Linked DNA regions of Zea mays: region 1 is linked to region 2. The links are chromatin contacts, called in public Hi-C maps. All regions are on one chromosome and are shown on one strand. The core of a region is the stretch at or near the end of the contact, and the rest is flanking DNA. Distances in the headings are between cores, read along the strand shown. Region 1 holds the start of LOC103649724 (receptor-like protein 11). Region 2 holds the start of LOC542124 (single myb histone 6).

Region 1 (3,597 bases), core at 208-2,707, 190 kb after region 2:
GTGGCCGAGCCCGAGCCATGGGGTCGGGCGAGGCGGAAGTCGTTCGGCCGAGGCCAGGGCGGAGTCCGAGCCCTGGGGTCGGGCGAGGCGGAGTTTCGTCGTCTTCCGGGTGTTAGCCCGAGTCCGAGCCCTGGGGTCGGGCGGAGCGGAGTTCGCCGTCTTCCGGGTCTTAGCCCGAGTCCGAGCCCTGGGGTCGGGCGGAGCGGAGTTCGCCGTCTTCCGGGTCTTAGCCCGAGTCCGAGCCCTGGGGTCGGGCGGAGCGGAGTTCGCCGTCTTCCGGGTCTTAGCCCGAGTCCGAGCCCTGGGGTCGGGCGGAGCGGAGTTCGCCGTCTTCCGGGTCTTAGCCCGAGTCCGAGCCCTTGGGTCGGGCGGAACGGAGTTCGCCGTCTTCCGGGTCTTAGCCCGAGTCCGAGCCCTGGGGTCGGGCGGAGCGGAGTTCGCCGTGGCGCTTTTGGCAAGGCCTGACTGCCTGTCAGACTCACTCTGTCGAGTGGCACCGCAGTCGGAGTGGCGCAGGCGGCGCTGTCCTTCTGTCAGACTGGCCAGTGGAGCGGTGGAGTGACGGCGGTCACTTCGGCTCTGCCGGGGGCGCGTGTCAGGATAAAGGTGTCAGGCCGCCTTTGCGTTAAATGCTCCTGCAATTTGGTCAGTCGGTGTGGCGATTTAGTCAAGGTCGCTTCTGAGCGAAGCCAAGGCCTTGGGCGAGCCGGTGATGTGTCCGCCGTAAAAAGGGGGGCCTCGGGCGAGACGGAGGTCTCTCGAGGTCGGCTGCCCTTGGCCGAGGCTAGGCTCGGGTGAAGCGTGATCGAGTCACTCGCGTGGACTGATCCCTGACTTAATCGTACCCATCAGGCCTTTGCAGCTTTATGCTGATGGGGGTTACCAGCTGAGAATTAGGCGTCTTGAGGGTACCCCTAATTATGGTCTCCGACACTATGAGTGGCAAAATTTTAGTTGTTACATCAAACACACTTGACTCATCCCTATCCTGTAGCTAGCAGCGAGAAGAATTTGTTTTCCCCTCTAATTAGGAGTTGATGAAGCTAATATTTTGTCCACTAGTTTTTTTTAAATAAATTATCCAGTAGCTACCGTGTTGTGTTTCTTCTCTTTGGTCTTTTCTGCATTCTTGGATAGCACGTAGCTTATGTCAGCACCTAACGTTAATATACATAAGATCCGTAGTGCTTATTTATTTGTACAAATAAATAGCACGTAGAGTATAACTTTATTAGTGCTTACTAATTTGTAAGACGTAATAAGTTATCTGTAGGATCCATAGTGTAGTAAAGTGGTGTTTATGCTCAAAGCCCCTTTTCTATACGAGAAAGAAAAGACTAAAAAATTAAGAAATAAACTATGCGTTCAGATGAACTTGTTTTGTGCTTGCGTGTGCGTGTGCGTGTGCCATGGTTTATACTTATATACAAGAATGCAGTCAAATAATCAGAGAGAAGAAACACTAGCACGATATTGCGCGTGCCACCCCTCGAGGCGTGGGCAACAAGAGGAACGAGTCTGGACTCTGGAGCTCTCAATATGGTCTCCCGTACCAGCAACCAGCAGCTCCTGCTGAGCCTGTTCGTTGTCCTTGGAATCCACCAACTCTCCTGCTCCCTCGCCACCAGCAGCAACCAAACTACCAAGCCACCGGCAGCCGCTCCGTGCCGGCCGGACCAGTCCTCGGCGCTGCTCCGGCTCCGGCGTTCCATCTCCACCACCACCGACTCCACGTGCACCCTCGCGTCGTGGCGGAACGGCACGGACTGCTGCCGCTGGGAGGGCGTCGCCTGCGCCGCCGCCGCCGACGGCCGCGTCACCACCCTCGACCTCGGCGAATGCGGGCTGCAGAGCGACGGCCTCCACCCGGCGCTTTTCGACCTCACCTCCCTGAGGTACCTGGACTTGTCCACGAACACCTTCAACGAGTCAGAGCTCCCGGCCGCCGGGTTCGAGCGGCTTACCGAGCTCACCCACCTCAACCTCTCCTACACCGACTTCGTAGGCAAGATACCGCACGGGATGCGGCGGCTCAGCAAGCTGGTGTCTCTGGACTTCACCAACTGGATCTACCTCGTTGAGGGCGACAACGACTACTTCCTGCCGCTCGGGGATGGGAGGTGGCCTATCGTAGAGCCAGACATCGGAGCGCTCGTCGCCAACCTCAGCAACCTCAAGGAGCTTCACCTCGGCAACGTCGACTTGTCTGGCAACGGGGCAGCGTGGTGCAGTGCCTTCGCTAACTCCACTCCCCAGCTCCAGGTTCTCAGCCTACAGAACACCCACATCGACGCTCCGATTTGTGAGTCGCTGTCAGCCATTCGCTCGCTGACCAAGATCAACCTGAACTACAACAAAGTGTACGGCCGGATTCCAGAGTCCTTCGCTGACATGCCTTCCCTCAGTGTTCTTCGTCTTGCCTATAATCGCCTCGAAGGACGGTTCCCCATGAGGATCTTCCAGAACAGAAACTTGACGGTTGTTGATGTCAGTTATAATTCTAAAGTATCCGGTCTACTGCCCAACTTCTCATCTGCCAGTATTATGACGGAACTGCTTTGTAGCAACACTAACTTCTCTGGTCCCATTCCTAGTTCAATAAGTAATCTCAAAGCCCTCAAGAAATTAGGTATTGCAGCAGCTGACGACCTACACCAGGAGCACCTCCCCACTTCGATCGGTGAGCTCAGATCGTTGACATCATTACAGGTTTCTGGGGCTGGTGTGGTAGGAGAAATACCATCTTGGGTCGCAAATTTAACTTCTCTGGAGACTCTACAGTTCTCGAGCTGTGGCTTATCTGGCCAAATACCTTCATTCATAGGTAACCTCAAGAACCTGAGTACATTGAAATTGTATGCATGCAACTTTTCTGGCCAGGTTCCTCCACATCTATTTAATCTGACTCAACTACAGATCATAAATTTGCATTCCAACAGTTTCAGTGGTACCATCGAGCTCAGCTCGTTCTTCAAAATGCCCAACATAGCCAGATTGAATCTTTCAAACAACAAGCTTTCTGTAGTAGACGGAGAATACAATGCTTCATGGGCATCCATCGCAGATTTTGATACTCTATGTCTAGCATCTTGTAACATATCCAAGCTCCCTGAAGCCTTGAGGCACATGGATTCCTTTGCAGTTCTTGACCTTTCAAACAACCACATCCATGGCACTCTACCTCAGTGGGCATGGGATAATTGGATCAACTCTCTCATCTTGATGAACATATCACACAACCAATTCAGCGGTGGTATTGGATATGGCTCTGTCATTTCTGCCAATATGTTTGTTTTTGATATTAGTTATAACCTATTTGAAGGGCCTATACCTATACCAGGACCACAGAACCAACTGTTTGATTGCTCGAACAACCAATTCTCATCCATGCCATTCAATTTTGGTTCTCACTTAACTGGTATTTCCCTTCTCATGGCTTCCGGAAACAATTTGTCCGGAGAAATTCCACAATCAATCTGTGAAGCAACAAGCCTTATGCTCCTTGATCTCTCCAATAATAATCTGCTTGGCTCCATCCCTTCTTGTTTAATGGAGGATATGAGTAACCTCAATGTATTAAATTTGAAAGGAAATCAA
Region 2 (3,586 bases), core at 788-3,287:
TGCACACCTCTATGTAATTAGCAATAGTAGTTCTGTGGGACCCTGTAGGCTCATTCAAGTTCTTTATAGCCTCCATTATAATATTGTCTAGCCTGCATTAAAGCAATAGTAAGTGAAGACTTCAGTCTATCTAGTTTTCTATTGAGATAATGAAGAGAGAGAGGGAGATAAGCTAAACGGCACAATTATGTATTATTACACATGCATATGTAATCACCTTGAGTGAGATTTCTTTGAATTTGAAGTATTCCATCCTTCAACAGACATTGATACTATGGGCTTTACATCAACAATCTCATCATCAACCTCAGAAGTGATTGTGCTCATTGCCAACAATTGGTCATTATTCTTAGGAGCAGCTCGGGTTCTCCTCGTGGAAGTTCTCCCCCTGTCACGAGTACTCGATGAAGTGACAATTACATTCATGTTGCGCCATTTGTCCTAAGTAGTGATTAATAAAAAAGGAACATATGAGCATTAAGATTGAAGATGAATCTAGAAATTTGAAAACCAAAAGACACATGATTTCAAGGAATACCCAAATATGGCAGTCCCTTCACTAAATCAATCTTACGTAAAAACGAGTGAATAGATTTAACCTTTAGGTCAACATTCGAGCGGTAGCGCAATGTGGAGCTAAGTTCTGGATCATTCAATATCATGCGCCAATTTCCAACTCCATGTCTGGCTACTCCAGCTCTAAGAGCAGCCTCTTCCTCAGAAGTCCACCTCTGTTTTGGAGCCCCCATGCGTAGGCCCAGTCTTTTTAGTCAAATACAATATTATGAACACGAATGCATACCTTCTAACCTGGATTGTGAAATTCAATCCATTAAAGCATTGTAAAACAAAAAAAGAATATAGCCACTGTTGTACTATAATAGATTAACACTGCTGCAAACATTGAATCATCTGAAAACTCAATTCCATGAATATTTTGGCAACAAACAAATCCATAATGTGCAAAAACTTATCACAAATAAGTTCTTGTTTTAATATGTAAAAGATCCTGCCATGATTGGCTAAAGAAGAAAATCAGGTTTGAAGTACAACTTAAATATACCGAATATTGGAGAGGGAGTCTAATGTACAACATAAAAATATGTACAGGCCTAGAAATTACTGAAGATATTTGCTGATTTCCAAAGGCTCCATTACTGTTCATGAATAGAGATTATGATATCCATCGTAGTATTACTCCCTTCGGACAAAAGTGGTGTTATAGACATCGGCACTGTCCTGAATACATAACTTTGACTACTAGTTCCTGTCGTGATATATTTATGAATGATTTGCGGACCAAGATTAGGTTGGTTCTTTGCACACAACCCAAAACATCACTTATCTGTGACTGTGTGGGAGTACATATGAGACAAAATGGCATAAAATGGCCTCTGTGATGTGACCAAACAGAGCTTCAAACTAGAGCTTACAAAGCAAATTCAGAACTGCCTTTTTTTGTCAGAGAAGTGGTGAACACCAATCCAATCATATCTCAATAAGCTTGTGCATTTCTATTTAATAATTCCATTGCTATGCCAGCATGAACTAACCTCCTATGGTACCAAAACAAACCAATACAAACATTGATGTAGGACATAAGACAACATGGGAGCATTGAAAGGAACTGCTTAACCATCTCCATTTCTTAAACTCCATGGGTGCCCTTTCTAACAAATCCAAACAAACTTAACAAATTATCAACACAGGAAGATGGTGAGTTCAGGGGCAGAGCCAGTAAAGTACATGGGTGTGCAAATGTACAATGTTCGCCCGATACTTTCTGCCAAAAAATCGCAGTTGGTACGCATAATACATGTATACGCTTGCAATAATGCAATTAGATCAGATCCGAATATACAAATACCCATATAGGTTAACTTAGGGTTCGGGTGCTTGGTTTCTCACAACTGGTAGGGCAGAGAAGGGATCCACATACCTAGCGGGCGCTCGTCGTTGGCGAAGGGCCCGAGAAAGACCTGGCGAAGGCACCGACGAGGCTAGACCTGGGCGCCTGGTATAGGACGGCAGTTGCGCCACGCGCAGGAGAGAGAGAGAGCGGCAGAGCCAGAGCGCACACGCGGCGTGAACGGCGGTGAACGGGCACCGGGGTACGCCCGATTTTTCCCTCCGCCGCGGTGACAGCAGTGCGCGCAGTTTTTTTTTATTATATTAGCCTTTTTAGATGATAGCTGAATGACCGTGCGTTGCAACGAGAATATATAATATTAGTATACTACGATAACTTATATATAAAATGTGTGTTATACCGTTACGAGAAAATGTTTCATAATCAATTTGTGATTCTGGCCATACATAAATTTTGTTATTTATAATATATCTGTTTCACCACTACATTGAAACCATCAGTATCATGCAGACTTCGATATATGTCACGCTCTGTATGGTCTCATCATTGGAGAGCACGTTGTTGGGGTGAAGGCGAAGCCGCTACCCTTCGCTCGATGCCTTCGCCGATCTCGCCGCACCAACGGAGGTAAAGCGACCGGCAGTTTCCACCCTTCGTCCAACACGCCGCAAGACGAAGGCCTACGACGAGGTCGCTCCGTCTCGCGGCCTCGTCCAACACGAAGGCCCACGCGGAATTCGGCTCATTGTAACAGGCCCCGGTCGGCTGAGTGTATTACGGGCCCGATTTGTAAAGACTTTTCTGTAATGACAGTCTGTAACCCTGCTTTATTGGAATATTTCGGGGATGACCTAGGCGCCTGAGGGCACATGCGTCCTTAATCCAAGACGCTGGGTACTCAGGCACCTATAAATACCCCTGCACAGTGCCCTTGAGAGACTGGATTAACAGAGCAATTGCCTTCCTGAGCTAAAACCTTTTTGCATTACTTTCACTCCCCCGTTGGATCATCTTGCTCGGGGGAGCAAGTTCCAACATTTGACGCCCACCGTAGAGCCCGAACCCACGACCACAAGGTTAAGAGCCTTGTGCTCTACCGACTGAGCTAGACGGGGCGACCTCGTCGTAGGCCTTCGTCTTGCAGCGTGTTGGACGAAGGGTGGAAACTGCCGGTCGCTTTGCCTCCGTTGGTGCGGCGAGATCGACGAAGGCATCGAGCGAAGGGTAGCGGCTTCGCCTTCGCCCCAACATTTGCCCTCTGAGGGACCAGTTCGACTATCGCTAGATGGTGGAGATGCTGCCCTCGTGGCGAGTTCCAACATTTGGCGCCCACCGTTCGTGCTACGAAAAAACCACCCGCGATGGCACCCAAGAGAGCTAGCTCGAAGGCAGCCCCATCCGTTGACGAAGCAGCGAAGGCAGCGCTGTTGGCCGAGAAAAAGGGCAAGGCCCTTGTCGACACCACCCACCAAGAAGCCTGCGAAGACGACGCACTCAGCAAGAGGCAGCGCAATGAACAACCCACACCCGAAGGCAGCCTCCGCACCTGCAGCTCCAGAGGACAGCCGCAACCCCCCAGGCTTCGCTCTACCGGAGGGCGCGGACGCCACTGAGGATGGCGAAGCCATCGGCGTTTCAGCAGAAGAACAGCTACAGCTGCGGGCCTTGCGCATCAAGAACCGCAACCTCCAGAAGGAGAAGGAGATCCTCGAGGCC

The links. Hi-C and Micro-C count contacts between places; a contact is called where the count stands out from the background.
Region 1: a Hi-C map of ear shows a contact between it and region 2, with 2.2 times the contacts expected there. The contact joins the promoter of LOC103649724 here to the promoter of LOC542124 in region 2. A contact is called at or near these places in 3 of 25 Hi-C or Micro-C datasets (ear and leaf) and 1 of 3 datasets of contacts at active chromatin or transcription factors (leaf).

Annotation. Positions count from the first base shown.
Region 1 is chr3:14,637,170-14,640,766 of Zm-B73-REFERENCE-NAM-5.0, forward strand. LOC103649724 (receptor-like protein 11) reads left to right here and starts at 1,458. Exons shown (of 1, transcript XM_008675459.3): 1 at 1,458-3,597. The coding sequence starts at 1,540.
Region 2 is chr3:14,446,860-14,450,445 of Zm-B73-REFERENCE-NAM-5.0, forward strand. LOC542124 (single myb histone 6) reads right to left here and starts at 2,038. Exons shown (of 6, transcript NM_001111756.1): 1 at 1,940-2,038; 2 at 600-810; 3 at 218-441; 4 at 8-92. The coding sequence starts at 749.